3 separate regions of the Mus musculus genome follow, and regions 2 and 3 are each linked to region 1. The links are chromatin contacts, called in public Hi-C and HiChIP or PLAC-seq maps. All regions are on one chromosome and are shown on one strand. Each heading gives the region's core, a stretch centred on a gene start, on an enhancer-like site or on the middle of the called end of the contact. The rest is flanking DNA. Distances are from core to core; before and after follow the strand shown. Region 1 holds the start of Pkd2 (polycystin 2, transient receptor potential cation channel). Region 2 has its middle 54 kb from the start of Spp1. Region 3 holds the start of Zfp33b (zinc finger protein 33B).

Region 1 (2,700 bases), core at 160-2,659:
GGGGGGGGGGGGGACACGGGCGAGGTATAATAATTTTGTTTGCAACTGTTTAAGAAATGTCTAGAATTGGAAATGATCAAAAATGTGTTTCTACACATTTCTGTCAACAACCTCTCTCTCAACCAAACCTTCAGACAATGACCTGTTTAAAGGCATTTGTCTCAAAACTTGGATAACATTGTAGGTCCCTACTAGAATGGCTGAAGGGACATGACACATCGCCACCAAAGGAAAAGCTTGGGCTCTGGAATAAACTTGTTCCTCATTTGTGACATTTAGCAAGCATAAAGTTCCAACTATTGTCAGTTGTACTAGAATATTCACTTTTCGTCCTCCAAAAGCCCAGGTATTAACGGCTTGCTTTTGTTTTCCAAAATGTGCTAGCATCTTAAGGAGAGAGGAAGGGAGGAAGGGAGGCGTCCAATGAATTTGCACCAACAAGAACGCAGTAAAATTCGGTGATGGGTACCGGAAATCGCGCCGAATTAGAGGAGTTAGGGAAGGCGCTCTGGAAGGAGGCGGGAACGCAGAGGATGCGAGGTGGAGCCGCAGCAGACAGCCACCCTTGTAGGACAGGGGTTCGAGCCCGCGCGCAGGCAGTTGTCAAGCGTGCACTGGACGCCAAGAGTCCGGATCTTACCTCGCAGCCCTCGCACCAGCCTCTCTGCCCAGGCCACTCGGGGTGGCTGGCCCTCCAGCGGGAGGTGGCGATGCAGCGGGTCCCCGCCGCCCGCGGGGCTGGGACACTGCGCGCCCTGGTCCTCTAGCCGGCGCCGCCTCCCGCTCAGGTGAGCCGCGCCGCGGTAGCTCCCGAGCCCTCGGCCGCGGGCGCCCACCGAGCTCACGGCCGAGGAGGAGGCCGACCTCCGACTGCCCGGGCGCCACTCCACATCCATCTCTACCACCATCCCTCCTTCTTCTCCTTCCACCTCGTCGTCGTCGTCATCCTCCTCTGCCTCAAAGCCCGGGTTGTCGCGGCTCCACGCTTGCCTGGAGCAGGACGAAAGCGGAGGAGACGGCGAGGCCGAGGCTCCGGCCGGGGGATCCCGAGCGGCCGCCTGCCGGATGCGCTCCATCTCGATCTCCAGGCCCCGCTGCTCCCCGAGGCCGCCGGGGACAGCTAGGCCGGCGCCTCCCGCCACCAGGCGCCCGGGTCCGGACGCTCGCGGCGCGGGCGAGCGTCCCGCGTCCCCGGGCGGCTGCGGCTGCACGCGTCTGGAGTTAACCATGGCGCTCACTGGCGCCCAGCGCGCCCGGGAGTGCCGCCGCCCTCTGCCGCAGGAGCCATGTTCTTTTCTTCCCGGAGTCGGCCTGCTGCTCCCCGCCTCCGCCCGCCCCCTCGGCCCGCCTCCCGGGCCCTGGCCTCGCCTGGACTGGACTTAGGCGCGTCGAAAAGGCCCCAGCGGCCAGGGATCCAAGTAGAGCCAGGGTCCCCATCGGTGCCCACATTCCTACGGGGTAGCTTGCTTGGTCAGCCAGCTCGTCGGGAAAGGGGCTCCTGGGTGTGTCCATGCCTGCATGACCTTAAGATAGTGCTTAGACTCTGTCCATACTCCCCCTGGGTTTGCAAAGGTGCAAGGAGGAGGGTAAAGATGGAGATCTTTTGTTGGGATAGAAAGAACTAGTGAAATCCAGCTTGAACTGAATTCTCAGGGAAGGCAAAGAAATCCACCCTTCGTTTAAAAACCAGAAAGAAATCACCAAGGCGGCAAGGCTTGCATTTGGTGACCCTCAGCTCCTTGATTCTGTGTTTACTGGATGATTTCCTGTCTCCACTCTCCAGACATCTAGAGGCATCCAAGGGTTGGATTTTGGAACTTTCTGATGCCTCCACCATTACCTCATTTCCGCTCCTGGCCAGCCCTTGAGTAACAGAATCCTGCCTCAGGCGTTAGGTCTAGATCTCCATCCTCGCTACGCCCCAGCTGGCACAGCCAACTTAAGACAGCAGTTGGGTCAGGCAAAGCCTACTCCAAATTCGATTTTCCATGGTTTTCCCATCTCTTTTAAAAGTTAAATTCCTGGCCAAGATCTGTGCATCTCTGCCCTCACTTCTGACGCTTCTCATAGGATGTCCTCATCCACCTCCTCGTCAAGTCCCGCGGGGGTCTTCTTGTCATTTCTGTCCTCAAGGGGTTCTCTAATGCTTTTTACTCTAACTGCAAACATTGTCATTCCACAGCAGAGCAAATGATTTCTGTCACTTCCATATCTCTTCTGCCATTCTAATACTAAACTGGTCTCTCTCTGTTTAGCCTTGGGGATAGGACTGGATTGGGAGCCTATGGGTGGTATCCCTCCCCCATTTCCCTCCTACCCACCCACCCATATTCTCCATGTCTCCACTGTTTGCAATAAGGGGTCAGCCATGTTGGTACATTAAAGAATCTATGGAATTCTAGCTTAAGTGGTAATATTTTATTTCTGCAGTTTAGCAAATGTGCATGGTCCGATCCTATATTAGTTTGCCAGGCTTGTTATAATAACTTACCACACACTGTGTTCAATAATGCAAATACATTTTCTCAAAAAAAAAAAAAAAGTTGGTTGACCTTTTCCGAGGCCTGTCTTGGCTTGCATATGGCACGTTTTGCCTGTGTCTCCCCATTGTCCTCCCTTAAATGTTTCATCCTCCTCTTCCTCCTCATCTTCGTGGTCATCGTCATCATCACCATCATTGTCATCGTAGTGGTTATAGAC
Region 2 (2,700 bases), core at 20-2,519, 79 kb after region 1:
CCAAACAAGTCTATTTGGGATTGCCTTGTGCTCACAGGTGTGGAGGCATCTCCCAGCACGTGGGCAGCCTCTCGGGGCCTGTGCCCATCTCTTAATATTACCAGTGCAGCGCAGCTTTATGTTCTGTTACTGAGCTAAATAGAGCAACCACAAAGATGTGAAAATACCATTGGAATGAGGCTGTATTGCTTTATGCTCATGCATGAGGGGTGCAAGCAGAGGGACAGGCAGACAGGCAGACAGAGGGACCAGCAGAGGAATGTAGTCTCCCCTCCCCTAGCCTGAAACCTGCTTGCTCAGGGGTGGAGCTTCCTGCTCATTCGTTCTGCCACGCCCACTGCTGGAACCTGCGGAGCCACACACGTGCACCTTTCTACTGGACCAGAGATTATTCGGCGGGAATCGGGTCCCCTCCCCCTTCCTTCATAACTAGTGTCGCAACAATAAAATTTGAGCCTTGATCAGAGTAACTGTCTTGGCTACATTCTTTTCTCTCGCCACCTAGCCCCTCTTCTCTTCCAGGTTTCCAAAATGCCTTTCCAGGCTAGAACCCAGGTTGTGGTCTGCTGGCCGGACACAACAGAGGAACAGGCAGGCAGACAGGGTTCTCAGACTTGTTCTCTAAAGACTGGAGGAATCACGTTTATATAAATAGGTGAAATGCATGGCCAGGCAGGATATAATTTCTGCTTTTTATAATCTTAGGGTTTCTACTCACACCCTGTCAGTGCCTCCGGCCACTGGGTTTTGTACTTGGCACTGAGATCTCTGCATATGTGCCGGTTGCTTCTGTGTTTGGCTGGCAAAAAATATGGTGGAAGATCTAGATCAGTCCAGGTAAGGCATTTGGTGCGTGTGGGAGTTGAGGAAAATCTTAGGGAAGCATCTATTTAGAAGCTAGCTCTTAAATCTGATCATTGGTGAACACGTTTTTATTAACAGCATCTTGCATCTGTAGGGCCCCTTAATGGGAATGTCATGGTCTCCCTGCTTTGTCTCAAAGATATAGCAATAGTAAGACAATTTTTAATAAGACTATTGCATGATTAAAACAGCTCTATTAATAACTGTAGAGACTTCTTAAATGGAGAATTGTCTTTTATTTTTCCTATAATTTAATAAAAATAAAAACATTTTTTTCTTGGCTTGAGTTCATATTTTCTTCCTGGTTGGTTGATGATGTGTCTGTGACTCACTGAGCCAGTGGCATTGGTGGTGAGATTTAGCCAGAGGTGGAGAGAGGACAGAGGCTTGCATCTAAGGTGACTGCATAGGGGAGGAAATGATTCAGTCTCCCCTTGTGAAATGGAGGGCAAGTGGCTCCCCAGAGGGGGGTGGCTCTCTTCCTTCTCAAAGATTTCAACACAGCTCCTCTGTTTCCACTCTTTGTCACCATTGCCATGGTTTTACATGGACACCAGAGAGGCAGACCACCGTGATTTACCCACTCTTACACCAGAGAATGTTTTGAACTCACAACCATTGGCAACTTTTATGTAGTACACAAAGTTTTTTTCATGTAGTTTACAGGAAAGAAAAATCACACATATATCTGAGAAGCAAGCTGCTTTTCTTCTGGATTTCCAACCCTGGCAATCTATAGCTTTGACACACATATGGGGACTCTGGAAGGTATAATTGGTTACATTCCTGATAAAGGTACTGCTTAACTGAAAATATTCTGAATCAAACTCTGCTACTGGGCTTCACAGCTTAGCCAATAGGGTACTCAATAGAGTGTAGGCTGTTGACCCTCATGGTAAATATTTAAAATACAGCTTCAACTATATGTAGCTTGCTTATCCATCATAATAAGCTCTAAAAACTGAATAATACTACGTTGTATCATCATATATCAGAGAACATTGGTGTATTTTTTGGTAAGCAGGTGGTACAGGCCAGGCTTGGATACATTTATTGAGAGGTATGGACTATTAAGGATTTCAGACATAGATGAAATATGAAATAGAATATGAAATAGAATTCCAACAGACAGAGATGGCCAAAGATCTTTGAGAGAAGAAGGATTATGGTATCAATATCAATAGCTACTATTCATAGACTACATAGTACACATTTCTACCACAGCTTCATGTATAATGTTAAAATAAAAGCACACAAGAATGTTTATATGTGTAAAGCACCTAGAATAGTCTATGTATGGACAGTATCTAAGTGCTCAGTGCTAGTATTGTTTGTTTAGAGGCTGAGTCTTTGTAAATTGTCCAGAGTGAACTTGAACTCCAGGGCTCCATCGACTCTTCTGCCTCAGCAGACCAGCTAAAACCACAACCATTAACCACCGTACCTGGTTGGAAATTTTGAAGACATTTTTATGATAAAATATGTATCCCACAGAGAACTGACAAAAGATGAAGAGAGTTTAGAAGCCTTAATACGGCTAGGATCAACATAAGTAATCTCTCTAGAAGTGATGCCCTTGAAAATAGATTAGAAATGATGGGACTCAAAGCAGCAGCCACAGTCAGTGCTGTTAAACAACAGAGACAGCAAAAGCATACATTGCTTACAGAGGATTGTACTTTAGGCCAACAGGAATGTTTGCTCTCAGGGCTGGGGAAAGAAGATATTTTGGATGGAGAGAGACAGTGGCAGGTGCTTTGAGAGAATAACTTTGGACTGGGTGGGATACATACATAAATTAACATTACAAACATACATATATATTCATGCATAGAA
Region 3 (2,910 bases), core at 122-2,621, 110 kb before region 1:
TGGAGAAGATCAGAATGGTGGCTATGGCTCTGCAGTCTCTCATGCCTCTTTGGGAAATCCATGACCTCTGAAACCCACAAAGAAAACAACTTGGAAGAGCAATTTAGTGTCTGCTTCCTACCAAGCACCATGAACACATGAAAAACCTCTGAAACTCAAATCTACTTTTGAACCCTGGACTTAATTTACATGAAACATGCATTGTGGCTGGTGGTAATAAAACAAGGGACAAATGCTAACAATAGTGACTTTCAAGAAAAACAAGCAATTTCCTGCTAAGGAAATGCCATCAATAAGATGATGTATGATCTTGTCCTTATGTGTAATATTAGCTGCTGATCTATAACCTGACACACACACAGCTTCTCAGCTGACATAATTACATCAACAAAGTTTGATCCCACAGAACATCCCCAACTTGTATACCCACCAATCTATACAATTTCTATAAACATGCATGAATTAATAAATGCTGAGGAATTTAAAACAATCACTCACTTTGCCCCATCAGGTCCTCCTTCCCAATGGTGACTCCTGCAGATGACTCCTTAAACTTTAGTCTGTGAGCTAGCTCTGGTCTACACTGTTTCACCCTACTGTGTACACAGTAAACCATTCCTCCTGTTCTAGTCTGAAGGCAGAATACATGTTCCACAGGAATGCACTTTTCCTTTCACTGCAAAGGACAGTTAATCACAGGACTTAAATGAGTAATTTTAAAAACGCTCTTGTACATACATTTAACATTCGAACTTAGAAAGTCTAATAAAAAGGAAAGCAGGGTCATTGCCCTGGGGAGCATGAGACTGGGATGCACGTGACAACATAGCTTGTCTCAGAAACATTTTTCTAAAAGACTAATGGGGCAGCTGTACAAAAATTAACATTGCATCTATTTCTTGTTTCTTTAAAAACAGAGGCATATTGAAAGAACGTGCTCTCAGTCACCCAACAGATGGATGCCTTTTACAACTAGACAAAATTAACTCCAAATGAATCACAACAAAAAATGATAGAGGAGAAGAGCTTGTAGACTCTACTAGAGGAACCAAGCCTGCCTGCCACTGGCATCCTATCAAGGATGTTTCTATACACAAGACCCTGTTCCAAATGCTTTGTGCAGATTCAGCCCAGAGAGGGAAGTTATTCAGATGCCACCGCTGGGTCCAGGAATGGCTTACACTAACAGGGACCTCACACGCGGCTGCATCAAGCTGCTGGTTCCCGCCCAGCCCCGAGCAGGACCCACCACAGCGGCTCCCGCTCCTCACCTTTGTGGAGAGTGAGGATGTGCTGGCCATGCTGTATCTTCAGAGCTTCCTGAGCTTCCCTCAGTACTCGGCAGTTGAGGTGAAAAAACAACACACAAAATCACGTAAACTCTCGCAGAACCTGCAATGTGATTTCCGGAAGAACCCTCCTCCTTTTCTGACTGGCAGGCGCGTATGGAGACTCTGATTGGACAGTGAATCTGTCAGTCCATTTATTCACTTCCGTTGGGCACAGCCTGTTTGGGCTCCGTACCGGGGAATAAATATCTAGACTATTTTTTCTTTTCTGCAGCCTGGCTGGTGCTGGGCTTCAGGGGAAGCCAAGAGTCTGCTCAGGGATGGGAAATGCAGTCTTTGATGAGGCCGAGGCTAGAGCTGGTTAGGGAGTTCCTGGTCTGTGACGTGTCCCAGTTCTGGGGTGGAGGGTGGGGGGAGGTTCTGACTCTTGAACATCCAGGCATAGCTGAGAGTCCCAGAAGAGCCACGAACTGAATCAGGGCCCTTGGGGGCACATATCTGTGTGATATGATTTTAAATTATGTAGCCATATTGTGTTTACAATATTTTAGCTTCGTGAAGAGTAAATTTTAAAGCCTGTTTACAACCTCAAATCTATTCTTTTTGAGTCTCAGTTGACAATAAATATATTTCACGGCCGCTGTTAATTTCTTGCTGCCTTCCCATGGTGAAGCTCTGTATTATATGAGGATGACATGAAGCTTTTCTGTTCCATGAATGACAGTGCTTTAAGATCCTTGTCCTAGCTGCCTAGACGCCAGTCTTCTCCTGGCAGTCTTTGTAACAAGATGTAGAACTCCCAGCTCCTCTGGCCCCATGCCAGCCTAGGCTCTGCCATGCACCTTGAACTTCTGAATTGTAATCGAGCCCCAATTAAACGTCGTCCTTTTAAGAGTTGTCTTTGTCATGGTAACTGTTCACAGCAGTAAAGCCATAATTAAAACAGGAAGAGATAATTGAAAGTAGAAAACAAACAAACTACTAAAGTCCATTTCAAAAGACATATCCAAAGACACTACCATTGTTTCCTGTCCCCTGGACAACTCCCTGCTGACCTTACCTGCCATTGTGGGTTGGACATGACGTGACAGAGAGTCAAAGACACAGACTTCTGGAGTAGACAAGAAAGACAGTGCAAGGTCTCTAAACACTGCTGCAAGCTTCTTTAATTCCCTTCACCCATGCTCACTGGTACCAAGAAAGCATCTGTGGGTATGAATATAAATGCTCAGAAGATACTGTGGAATCACAACTCTTTAAATAATTTTAGAAAATTCTTACGACTGTACATGTCAGTCGCAGGTTTATTTGCTGAATTTACATGACAAAACAAAATACAAATTAAAGAAATAGAAAAAAAGAAGATGGTTTCTGTTTCTTGTCAGGATAATTTAAACTAAGTAGAAATTTAAATATGAAAAAACACAATGAATCCTTTTCTGAAGAGGTAGCAATTGTACATAATTAATTGCTAAGAGGATAATCATTATACAAGCTAAAGACAGGTGATTCTCTCACAAACCCCATGATGAGACATGGAGCCCCAAGATGACAGATGGAAACCCTGGGTCTCCAAGAAATCTTCACCAGCACATCTGTAAGACAACACACTCAAAGGTAA

The links. Hi-C and Micro-C count contacts between places; a contact is called where the count stands out from the background. HiChIP or PLAC-seq counts read pairs in DNA pulled down with a chosen protein or histone mark.
Region 2: an H3K27ac HiChIP or PLAC-seq map of embryonic fibroblasts shows a contact between it and region 1, with 16 read pairs. The contact joins the enhancer-like site here to the promoter of Pkd2 in region 1. A contact is called at or near these places in 5 of 39 promoter capture datasets (the 3T3-L1 cell line, 3T3-L1-derived adipocytes, liver and 1 more), 1 of 15 datasets of contacts at CTCF or cohesin (the NIH/3T3 cell line), 10 of 484 Hi-C or Micro-C datasets (the 3T3-L1 cell line, the AML12 cell line, ECoMG myeloid progenitors and 7 more), 6 of 115 datasets of contacts at active chromatin or transcription factors (acute myeloid leukemia, embryonic fibroblasts, embryonic stem cells and 2 more) and 3 of 9 other capture datasets (adipose tissue, liver and pancreatic islet).
Region 3: a Hi-C map of muscle stem cells shows a contact between it and region 1, with 2.8 times the contacts expected there. The contact joins the promoter of Zfp33b here to the promoter of Pkd2 in region 1. A contact is called at or near these places in 4 of 39 promoter capture datasets (the 3T3-L1 cell line, 3T3-L1-derived adipocytes, the HPC-7 cell line and 1 more), 4 of 484 Hi-C or Micro-C datasets (the HL-1 cell line, embryonic stem cells and muscle stem cells), 4 of 115 datasets of contacts at active chromatin or transcription factors (embryonic stem cells and microglia) and 2 of 9 other capture datasets (embryonic stem cells and liver).

What each region holds. Positions count from the first base shown.
Region 1 is chr5:104,458,166-104,460,865 of GRCm38.p6, reverse strand. It overlaps Pkd2 (polycystin 2, transient receptor potential cation channel), which reads right to left and starts at 1,409. Exons shown (of 15, transcript NM_008861.3): 1 at 641-1,409. The coding sequence starts at 1,229.
Region 2 is chr5:104,379,355-104,382,054 of GRCm38.p6, reverse strand. No RefSeq gene overlaps it. Among named protein-coding and RNA genes, the nearest start is that of Spp1, 54 kb to the left of the region's middle. Within about 2 kb of position 1,269, at least 75 of the 459 cell types and tissues checked have an H3K27ac peak or open chromatin away from gene starts, as enhancers often do. A contact at or near this core is called in ECoMG myeloid progenitors, the NIH/3T3 cell line, acute myeloid leukemia and 4 more, where this site is marked.
Region 3 is chr5:104,570,133-104,573,042 of GRCm38.p6, reverse strand. It overlaps Zfp33b (zinc finger protein 33B), which reads right to left and starts at 1,371. Exons shown (of 3, transcript NM_001346671.1): 1 at 1,272-1,371. The coding sequence starts at 1,301.